3 separate regions of the Mus musculus genome follow, and regions 1 and 2 are each linked to region 3. Evidence: chromatin contacts called from public Hi-C data. All regions are on one chromosome and are shown on one strand. Each heading gives the region's core, a stretch centred on a gene start, on an enhancer-like site or on the middle of the called end of the contact. The rest is flanking DNA. Distances are from core to core; before and after follow the strand shown. Region 1 overlaps Zfp622 (zinc finger protein 622). Region 2 has its middle 160 kb from the start of Gm23903. Region 3 overlaps Fbxl7 (F-box and leucine-rich repeat protein 7).

Region 1 (3,646 bases), core at 891-3,390, 620 kb after region 3:
TTAAGCACTCACAAGCCGTGAGATAAAAGGACTAAAAGAACCACCCCCCAAAATGCACAAAGTGTATCACTTTCTCAAAGTCCCAAAGGTAGCTCAATGAATGAGCTTAGCTTCCCTGCCAGGGTATTATTAGTGCCTTCTCCTAAGCAACCTAAATTAAGAATCTCTTCAGAGATTTAACTGTGAGGCAGTCCTAAAAACTACTTAAAAGCTGGCAGTCATTCTTCGTTCTTATTTGGAAATAAAAACCCTGCATACCAAGCCCTTAACATGTTCTGTTCTTTTCTGCATTTTATCAACACACCCAGAGACATGGGCAACTTCCTAAGCCACATACATTCACAAGTGACATTCAGTTTTGCTCTTATATAATCCTCAAAGCCCCTGACGAAGGTCCCTTAGACAAGAAGTAATGAGTTATTCCAAATTTTAAACTAATTTTGGACTAGACAAATCGCTTGCGTTTCCCACCTTATGCTGACAGCCAGAAAGCATCTGAAAGCTGAGGCAGGAAAGCAACTGTCAGGAGGTCATGCAGGTCCTGGAGCCCAACAAGCAAGCCCAAGCTTCACATCCGTCCCCACTTGAAAGCTTTAAACACTGCTCAAATACGACATTGAAGACAACCATGATTTTGACTTTATTAGATCAGAACAAATGAAGTAGCAGCAAAGGAACCATTCGGCAATCTGGCTTCCCTGTCCTCAGACAAGGAGGGAAGTGCAGCGGGAGATGCATCTGTTTCAGCCTCTCAGAACCTCACTTGGGCCCTGAAGTGCATCTGCTTGGTGGCGTTGTTCTTCATTCCTATCTTCAGCATCCATTTTGATTTCATCCTCTGCACATATTGCATGTCCCGTTCACGCATGAGAGCTGCTCCTGTGGTTGGGAGGATGGTAAGCAATGAGGCTCTGATCTCTTATTTACTAACAGAGGAAGTCAAATCTTAGAATTCCCAAAGTTGGCTTAGGATAAGTGGGTTCTGATATTTAAAGACAGAATCTAATGTGGGGATTCCAAGCAATGGGGCTCAGAGATCTACGTGCATCTAAGAACTGTGCATATCAGAACTTTGTAAACAGTGATGTTTGCTACGTTTTTAGGCTCTAGGCTTTCTGGGACATCAGAAAGGAGCAAATTATCTTCACTACCTCCATTTGGACTTTATTTCCCAGAAGAGCAGAGAAGACAGTTTTGCACAGCACACTATGAGAGTTAAATAACAGCACATTGTAGTTTCAAAGCTTAATAACTTCAGCTGTCAGATTTACTCATTGCAATCTACTTCTATTGGGAAAAACTGCCAAAGGGGGCTGGGCTACCTGTAGTAAGTGCACTACCTCACACATGCATTGTGTCAGACAAGCCTCTCAACTCTAAGGTGGGTCCTCTTAATCATTTCCCTTGCACAAATGAGCAAGCAGAAGTGAAATTTAATAATGTTCATGACGTGAGATTAGAATGTGAAACTACATATGCCATGTTAGGCGCCACAGCTCCACTAAGGTACTATTTAATTTCTGAGTTATCTCCAGATAATTTCTGCATGTAATTTATAAGATTTTTTATAGATATTATCTTCTGGAAAGGTTCATGATGCATACTAAGTTACTAGACCAGGAATATTAATTTTTTAAGTCATGGAGTCTTGGACTTAAGTGTTCTAAGTATCCTGAGATAATGGGAGTCCCAGAAGTAAGACTCAAGCTTCCCCTGGAAAGGAGTCAGACGGACAGCACGAATGATAACCTGTCACCCAAGCGCCCACGAAATCCATGCATATAAGAATGGTGTACCTGTGCTGCCCATCCACCCCAGGGCTCGGTATTGCTGGAGAACTCTGCCCACAGCCTTTTGATTCCTAGCAACTGTCACAGCTCTTGGCAAGCCAAATCGCTGTTTGTAGTATCTCATCAAGGAGCGATGACCCACTCTGGCACCTGTTTTGAGAAGAGCAATATTTAAACACTGGTCTTTCAAGTCAGAGTTATAAACCAAAGGCTTCCCAAAAGATCTTGAATGGCACCAAGCCTTAGGAATCCTAGTAGGAAAACAGAAATAAGCAGGAATACACTACAGGAAAAACAGACCAATATTAGGAAAATATATAAAGGCTAAAAAGCCCCAAGAGAAAGAAGATGAAGCAGGGAATAACTCTGACATCAGGTCTACAAGCCATATTGGGAAAACTGAACCAGAACAAAAATGAAACCATCTTTTTTCTGGTTCAGTTTTCTCTTCCAGTCGTCTTCCAACAGGAGTAAATTTTACCACACAGGGAAATCTGATACCTACTGTAGATGTCTTTATTGTTACAAATGGAGTAATACTGGCATCTAGTGGCTGAAGGACAGAGATGCTACTGCACATATTAAAATGCACAGGCAGATTAACAACATCAAAGTATTATTTAGCTACATTGACAAAGCTGATACACTCCTTCCTAAATGATGAAAAACCACGTGATATCTCAAAAAGATTAAGCTAAATTCTCTTTAAACCTGTGGTTATTTGCAGAAATCAAGTGAAACAAAAAAACTTTGAGAAATGAATTCTTAACTTTAATTTCCAATATATGTTGATGTCATTACGAATATGGTTGTATACACCAATGCACAGGCTTACCATTAATAGTGCAATACACTAAGCAAAAAGGAAAGAGGGCCAGAGAGCTGGGTAAGCTGTGCTGACCTGGCAATCTGAGTTCAATTCCCAGAAAGCACATTAAGGTGGATAGAGAATCAAGCCCACAGAGTTACCTCTAGCCTTCCCATATGTACTATGGCATATGCACACAAATACCCGCCACCCACTCACAACCATAGTAAATACAATTTCAAAACAAAGAAAAGAGAATATACATTTCAAATTACGAAAACTAAGGGGCAATGTAAAGTCTGCAACTTCTCTAATTACACTAATAAAACCCATAAGTAAAGTTATTTACTAGATGAACAATTTGAGGTTCCTATAAGTATAAGTCTGTCTGTTAGAGGTCTGAAATCCACTCCACTAGTCTGTAAATTTTAATGGAACACAGCCACACTCACCTACATCTCTACTGACTTTTGAGCTACAAAGCAGATCTAAACAATTACTAGAGACAGAATGGTACACAAAGACAGAATGGTACACAAAATCATTGCTTTCTGGCCATTTATAGAGAAGTAACCAAATCATATGGCTTGACTTCTGAGCAGGGAAACTAATAAATATGTTAAGCTCTGTCTGGGATGGCTAATTCTAGGCTCCACCAGAAAAATGGTTTTCAAAAGGTAATTCTCCCATACTATCCTAAGAGATTGGTCCCTAGGCCAGTGGCATCAACATCACCTGTGGGTTTACTAATAAAAGCAGGCTATGTTTTTTAGATGAATATTAATTAAGATATAAGCAATCAAATACCTTTCCAAATAGAAACACATAAGGGTAAAACCCTGGGTATAGTACCCAGAGTAGTTTTCAACTTATGTAAATAAAACAATTGACAAATAAGCAAATATGAATAGTTTATCACATAAGCTGTAGAAGGCTATATTTGCTTTTAACATCTACGCCTGTAACTGACATGGAAAAGAGTGTCAAGTTATTTATGAGCTCCTGTATGCTTGGAAAGTATTTCCTTGTCACCCAAATGTGATGTTTT
Region 2 (3,672 bases), core at 699-3,198, 600 kb before region 3:
TTTAGAGATTATATTGGTTTAGTAAATTAGTAGCTGTAGATTCTCTTCCAACAATACTTTCACTAGTACTGAATAATTATCCAGGTTTTCAGTACTAAGCATGGTATATCCTTCTTGTTGAGTGGGTCTTAAGTCCAATTAGAAATCTGGTTTTTAGGGTTTTTTTTTGTTTTGTTTGTTTGTTTGTTTTTTACTGTAACTCATTGGAAACTATCAAGAGACAACATGAAGCCCAATAATGTACCTACACTGGACATCAATTTCTGTATTCTGATAGAGTCAGATCTCTAAGATAGGAAGTATCAAATGGTAAGATGAAAAGGAGTTAGTATTTATTACTCATATATAAGTAATTGGTCTTATATAACCAATAACCTGTTTGCAAGATAGATTGATGCAATACAAACACTTCAGGTGTAATCAATCACTCTCTGATTGGATTGAAGACCCAAGCCATGTCTTGGAACTCACATTATTTCTAATGTGTACCATGCAATTAAACCTATAATAGTTGTACTATACTGAGCATGTATAGACAATTTTTATTTCCTAAGGAATGTAGTATAATATAGTATAACCATTTACATAGCCTTTACATTGTATCACTTATGATAAATAGTCTAAAGACTTATTTAAAGTACATAAGACTGCATAGATTATATGAAAATGTCACCTTTTTATATAAGAGAGTCATCCATCTTTGGATTTTGGTATCCACGGGTGGTGTCTTAGACAAAATGTCTCTGGAGATTGAGTAGTAACTATAAGTGTTGCAGCTCTGAAGGGCAAGGCTTCCCCTATAGAAGTGTTAACAACTGTGCTCCCACCGTTGCAGGGGGTTTCTCCAATGCAAGTGTGACAGGAACATTTCCCCATCCAGTGTTACAGCTCTGCTCCACAGGGGTAGTGTTTACCCAGCAGAAAGTGTTATAGTTCTACTCCTGGCAATTTGGAGGCAAAATGTGCTACAAAGTCATACGCCACAATAAGCCTCACCTAAGAGATTTATTAAGAGGGGAAAATCCCAGGAGGGTGGCTGCCTCTGCTTGGGTGAGAATCAGCAGGGAACTAAGCAGAAGGCAAGAAATCCATATAGGATTGGTGAAATTCTGTTTCTTGTCCCTGGTCCTGGTCTTGGGGTCAAGTCTAGGTCAGGGCGTTCTTTTCTAATTTGCCATTTTATCCTATAGCAACTATCATGTAGAAATAACTGGGTGAGATCAGGAAAAGTCAAACGCTGGAAACAGGAGTGGGAGTCACAGAGCTCAGATTCCCACTTACCATTTTTTGCCACTTATCCAGAGCTGGTGGTGTGGTCATACAAGGAGCGCTAGAGCATCAGATATTACAGTACCTTTCTGCATCCATACTCTCCTAGGAGAAACAGCCACACCCCATTGTAAAGCTTTTCCATCTGATAGGATGAAGCTCATTTGCTTTTCCTCCCATTGGTAGAGCTTCACCAAAGAGGCGGAGTCTTTCTTCGCACAGAGAGTAAGACATTTAGAATGTTTCCTGCTTTGTTCACTCCCACAAAGTGTTTTCATTTTTTAAAACATTGTTTCCTGTTACATCAGAAGTAGAATGCAGTAGAACTTAACACTGGCAATGTTGATGGCATCACAGAGGAAGATAGGGAGACAGAAGTCCTTCAAGAGCACCGCGTAAAAGGAACGCCGAGCTTGCACAGGCGTGGTTGCAGGTAGAGGTCAGGAGCTTCCATGTGCTTACTGGATTCACTAATTACACAGCAGGATTCTGCACTCTGTCGTCTCCCTTTTGCTCGGATGCCCATTTTTCTTTCTATCTTGTGAACATTTACAAGAAAAGGGCATCATTTTAAGAGTTTGTTACACTTCCTATTTTTCATTTCAGAACAGTATCTTTCTCTCTGAGCCCCAAAGGACGGATCCTTTCTGTTCTGGTTGAAATAATGCAGGTCAGTTGCTAGGCAACGCACAGTTTCACAGTTATTACTAAATGATAGAACTGAGTGAAACTAGACAGGTCTTTTACTGCGTTTGGAACCTCGAATGCATGTGAAAAATATTTGCTGGAAAATTCTGTATTAATAAATTGGAATATCTGTTTTTCCTTATAGAGCCCTGTTGCTCTCCTAAGTTAGGCTGATAGTCTTGTAAGACTTTCTAAAAAGCACACTGAATTGCAAAAATTAAGGAATCTTAATAACATTAGCCATAGTTAAAGCTTCATTCTGAGCTGTTGCATTATGCTCTGCAGAGTGGGAGCTCTTTAGTGTGATGTCATCACTGACAAAGCCCAGCATACAGCTGTTTGAGGTTTGGCGTTTTAGCAAAGGGCAGATGATGCGCTCATAGTTCTGTTTCACAGAAAAGGGTGTCAGGTTGATCAGATTCCCCACCGAGGTCTTTGAAAGTTATTATTCTAATTACCAGTCAATATTAGTTATGCACATATGTCCTACCCAGTACCCTAAAAGCCCCACCTTCCTGTGTGCCCTGCTCCCTATCTTTCTTTATCACTGGTGGCCACTATTCTGTACATCTAAAAGTTCATACTTTAGTCTCCACAACCAAGAAAGGAGGTGCTCTATTTGTGTTTTGGTCTCTGACATTTTTCACTCAACACTATGTTCTCAAGTTGCACCTGCATTGCCATAAATGATTTCAATCTTTTCCACTCTGTGAGTATGATACACTTTAAAACCATTTACCTGCTACAGGGAATTATAAACAGCACTATAATAAATATGTGAGAGAATGCATAATTTTACTGTCAAATTTTTACATATGCTGATTCTATACCTAGTAGTAGGTTTGCTGGATCTAACAGTAGTTTCCAGGTTTTTCTATAATGGGCACACTAATTTACATTTCTACCAATAGTGTCACCAAGATCTTTACAGCTTTCAACTTAGCTGATTTTTTAATGCTCTCTTTCCCCCCTATTTCCTCCCACCATTCAAAGAGTACCATATATTTCAGCTCTGGTGAAATTCTATTTAACCAAAACAAAGGGAATAATAAACAGTCCCCGCAGTCAAGCTGTCAAGTGTGCTTGGGTCTCTGGAGGGACAGGTGTCCAGACAGAGACTTTGCACATTTCCCTACTTTCTGTTAGCCTCAGTGTACCTTATAGCTAGATCTAGATTATTAATATTTAATATCAAGTATTAAGAAAAATTTATTCTTATGCTAGAAATTATGCTGATAGATTAAAGATGTCCCTTAAATGTAAGATACTTGAAAGAAGCATTTCAGTGGGTGCCTTGGATCAGGATTTCTTGTACTCATCATTAGCCTTGAGATGGCTAGACCAGCGTGTGTGTGTGTGTGTGTGTGTACACGTGCACGCATGTGAACACACATGTGAGCATGCACAATTTCTTGAATGCATCAGTTGAAAAGTAACTGCACATTGAAGTTGCAACATTTATGCAGGCCCTTGGTCTTAGAGGTGTAAGATAAAAAAGGATTGATATCTGAGGGTGAACATTTGTACTGCCTAGTTTTATGTCAGGTAGACACAAAATATTCTGAGAGGGTGGAATTTCAGTTTAAAAATGCCTCAATAAGCCCCTGCTGCAGGCAAACATGTAGGGCATTTTTTACATTATTTAATTTAAGTTACTGATTCATGGGGGAGAGTCCATCCACAATGTGAGGGGCCAGCCCTGGCCTGGTGGTCTTA
Region 3 (3,734 bases), core at 19-2,518:
CAACCCTAATTTGCTCTAATTTTATAGATGAGGAAAGTAAACTCAGAGACAGAACATGGCTTCCCAAATGTACGTGTTTAGTAATTAATGCAGTGAATTTGTTAACATCAACTCTAGGTCCCACCATCCATTTCTGATACAGGAGAAAGGTGCCAAAAGCAAGTTTCCTGCTGATTTACTGCTGCAGAGACCACATAGGGTATCTGATGAAAAAGTTTCCCAGGGCTGCAAAGCTGATAAATGAGAGACTCTAATCAAACAGGAGATTCAGCCTCAGGACTTTCCCTTGCTTCGTGTAATCATAACTAGACAAGTCTCTGAAGAAATGCTAGTTCGCATCTAAGCCATTTTCCTACTTTTGGAGCATGCCAGTGGGTGTCTTTGTCCATGTCCAGATGAACGGACACGTGTAGGTTGTAGCTCCACACTCCACTGAGTCCAAGATGTGTCAACAGGAAAGAGTCATTAGTGAATTCTTTCATCATCCTTGTACTTACTTGTACAATTATGATCATTAGTTTCTCTCAATCACAGACCTCTGAGCTCATCATGGTCTCTGCAACCTTTCATTTGAAAATAATGGGCCTGTGTTTCAAGAGCGTATGTAATCTCGTACTTACTTCCTGGTAGGAGACTAGTACTCGCTGCAATTTGACATAACGGCAGGTGTAGTCAATGCGCTAGAATGGGAGGTTCTTCGTCATCATCTCCAGCCTTTCACTACATTCAGAAACCTAACTCTGGTGAAGCTCGGGTGCTGCTGCTTGAAGACTTCTCCAGGTATCTCACTCATGTGAGGAGTGTTCTATTGGCTTTCATAACTTTTCTCACAGTTGGCCCAGACTTTCCTTCCCTCTGTCGGAGCCCTGTGCTCTCGGGTAATGTACATGTCTCTTTGGAGAGCATCACAAGTGATCAAAGTCTACACACCCAGGCATCTGATGCCCTACCACTTATCATCAATGTTTCCTATTATATCAGAAAAATGTCTTCCTTCTCCCCGAAGCACCTATTCTGCATATGGTCCAGGCCAGCATTCTCCCCATCTCCTAGACTCTCCAAGTGAATGAAATGTTCTAATAAAAGCCAAAGGATGAGGATTCATTGCCTTGGTGTGAAAACAGCACTGAAAATAAGCATAAACCATTTTCATTCCCCCAAATGTATTTTGAAAATATGTAATTCTTACCCAGCTGCGGCTCCTTCTCCAGAATGCTTCCCGGGGACGGCCTGACCCTGAGTTGGATGCCAAGGTTTGCCTTTGTTTGTTTGCTTGGGATGTTGGTGCCCTCTGCTGTTCTGAGCAACTGTATGGCATGTGCGTTTCCACAGAAAACTCAGGATGGAAAACATAAGGCTTTGTCCTTTGTAAGAAGGTAAAATAGTTTCTGTGACTGAGATCCGCCATTTAAAAGCTAAGTAAATCTCAAAGAAGAACACTCTATGCAATGAAATAAACGTCCTCAGATTTCGGAAGCACCGCTCTGGGGCCTCAGTAACCAAGCCTCACCCACTGACTGGTGAAGGGGAAAAAAAAGATACTTTTTTTTCACAGGGAATAATATTGAATACTTTCGGGATTTTCTCAGTATTTTGTGGAGATTTCTTCCCTGAGTCATAAATATCCATAAACTTAAAGACAGTTTAAAAATTGCCAGAAGAGTCTTTTCACAAACATGACAGCAAAATTTTGAGACGCTAAAAGAGTTTCCAGCCCAGTCTGTGAAGTTCAGATTTGAACCTAATTCATTATTATATGTTTTTATGTGAGTAAATCAAATATATTAATTTGGGGAATATGAGATAGCATAAACTTTCTGTTTTTTTTTATTTTAAGCCAAAATAAATAATAAACAGTCAGATTTTAGAAGTAACTTAATTATCTTGGCATTTATTTAAGAAAACCTATAAGCTATGTTGGGTGACTTAAAAGTCCAGCTTTCAAAATTTATTTTCTTGTTATGCTTGTTAATGCGGCCTCTGAACAAGTAATTATATTCATAGAACTATTGTAGTTACTCTTATTTCTGTGTGATTACTAGACACCAAAAAAGCTTGGAATTCCTCCATAAATATATTTCTTGAGTTTAGCCCAGCAAAGTCATGTTTATTAGTTGAAAAAAAAAATAAGACTTTATAGGAGATATAAAGTCTCAATCCATTAAAAACCACCACCTATTTTGTTTTAAAATACCAAACAGACCCTACAGCTCATCACACGGGCAGCTTTGCAGTTTATTTATTTAGGACTGTCTGAGGCTTCCACTGGCTTCGCGCCAACAGACGGAGGCCATGTGCTTCTCGGGGAAGAAGACTGGCCAGTTAGCATAGAAATGCAAAGGCTTTTCAATTCCCCGTGTAGAACCTGGAGCTGTGAAATTTTACTGTGGATGGTGCCATTTCTGAATCTGAATGCATCCAGCTCCACAGGGGACGCTTTCACCCACACTCTCTCATTTTCTACTAAGGTGTCCTGGATCTTTTATCTAAACTATTAAAGATGTGAAGTGCAAATATACAAAAGCCATTCCGTCTAACAACGTACGCTATACAATTAGAATCTATGAGAGGTGCCTTTGCTGCTTATCATTGCCTCTTGCAATAGACCTGGGGGGGGGGGGGTAAAGGCTCAGCAGCTATCAACTATCATGTTGGAAGTGAGGTCAAATATATGCTTAGCTCCTGCATATTCCTGAGCCAGTGCTGACTGCACTCTGCCTGAAGTTCATTGTGGGGTTTCCTGCAAAAGCCACGGCTGGCAGGGTAACAATCTGCATGAGGCTAGAAGGAAATCCAGTTCAACGTGACATAGTTAGCTGGTGTTGGTTCCAACTTCTAGATTCAGAGCCAAGGCAGTATATTTTAGACATATTTAAACACATGCAACTTTGGAAAAAAGTTTCCTGGTGACAGTTATTATAATAAAGCTTAAGGCATGATGACACACAAAGTATATGTCTCCTGTGCAAAGTACATACATGTCTTTTTCAAAATGCATGCCACCTCTTCCATAAGGATGGGTTCTCCTGACTAAGAGACAGAGCTCATTATAAAGATGTAGGGAGGTGGGAAGGTTTGGTATCCGCATAATAGTAAACTCTTTGGCAAAGTACACGGGATCCTTTTTCTAAGAATGTGTTCTGTTGACTGAGTCTGGCAAGAGTCTGGAATAAAGATAATAGTTTTGGGGGTTGGAGTGAAGTCTGACCCTCCAGATAGCAAAGATCGCTAGGTTATTAACTACATCCACTCCCAAATTTCCAGGTGAAAACAGGTCTAAATTCCTTCTGTTGAAGAGACAATCCCAACCGTTTATGCTTCCTGATTTTTCTAGTGCTGTGTGAGCGTGAGGGCTGTGAGACCTCTATAGTTCATAATGTAAGCCTCCCTGGGGAGCATCTTGAAATTATACTACAAGTCAGCATCTTGAAGACATGAACTACATTCAGAGGCACGAGGCCTAAAGAAGGAGGCATCTCTGGAGGACAATACAGGATGATTTGTAATCAGTGTTCTTGCAGTCTCTAAGGGAACGTTTGGCCAGCATCAGCACCCAAACTTGGTAACATCTCTTAATCCTTTCTGTCCTTGCCACCTGCCTTAACATACTCAAGAATAGTGTAGAGACAGTTTTTATGTCTCAGTATTTGAATTCCTTCTTATCTACTACTGAATGTCTAAGGATAACATTCTCTTACAGGGAAAAACATTAGTTTTTTAAATTGTGACTATCA

The links. Hi-C and Micro-C count contacts between places; a contact is called where the count stands out from the background.
Region 1: a Hi-C map of the N1E-115 cell line shows a contact between it and region 3, with 33 times the contacts expected there. The contact joins two enhancer-like sites. A contact is called at or near these places in 1 of 39 promoter capture datasets (hippocampal neurons), 17 of 484 Hi-C or Micro-C datasets (the AtT-20 cell line, the C2C12 cell line, the N1E-115 cell line and 10 more) and 2 of 115 datasets of contacts at active chromatin or transcription factors (astrocytes and embryonic forebrain).
Region 2: a Hi-C map of the N1E-115 cell line shows a contact between it and region 3, with 5 times the contacts expected there. The contact joins two enhancer-like sites. A contact is called at or near these places in 1 of 39 promoter capture datasets (hippocampal neurons), 1 of 15 datasets of contacts at CTCF or cohesin (stem cell-derived epiblast-like cells), 40 of 484 Hi-C or Micro-C datasets (the AtT-20 cell line, the N1E-115 cell line, Sertoli cells and 23 more) and 4 of 115 datasets of contacts at active chromatin or transcription factors (astrocytes, embryonic basal ganglia, epiblast stem cells and 1 more).

The regions. Positions count from the first base shown.
Region 1 is chr15:25,994,400-25,998,045 of GRCm38.p6, reverse strand. Zfp622 (zinc finger protein 622) reads right to left here. Exons shown (of 6, transcript NM_144523.3): 5 at 1,797-1,940; 6 at 1-879. The coding sequence ends at 752. Among named protein-coding and RNA genes, the nearest start is that of Zfp622, 12 kb to the right of the region's middle. Within about 2 kb of position 2,140, at least 1 of the 459 cell types and tissues checked has an H3K27ac peak or open chromatin away from gene starts, as enhancers often do. A contact at or near this core is called in the N1E-115 cell line, where this site is marked.
Region 2 is chr15:27,222,402-27,226,073 of GRCm38.p6, reverse strand. No RefSeq gene overlaps it. Among named protein-coding and RNA genes, the nearest start is that of Gm23903, 160 kb to the right of the region's middle. Within about 2 kb of position 1,948, at least 8 of the 459 cell types and tissues checked have an H3K27ac peak or open chromatin away from gene starts, as enhancers often do. A contact at or near this core is called in the N1E-115 cell line, where this site is marked.
Region 3 is chr15:26,617,990-26,621,723 of GRCm38.p6, reverse strand. The region is part of intron 2 of Fbxl7 (F-box and leucine-rich repeat protein 7); the gene reads left to right. Among named protein-coding and RNA genes, the nearest start is that of Gm52205, 45 kb to the left of the region's middle. Within about 2 kb of position 1,268, at least 9 of the 459 cell types and tissues checked have an H3K27ac peak or open chromatin away from gene starts, as enhancers often do. A contact at or near this core is called in the N1E-115 cell line, where this site is marked.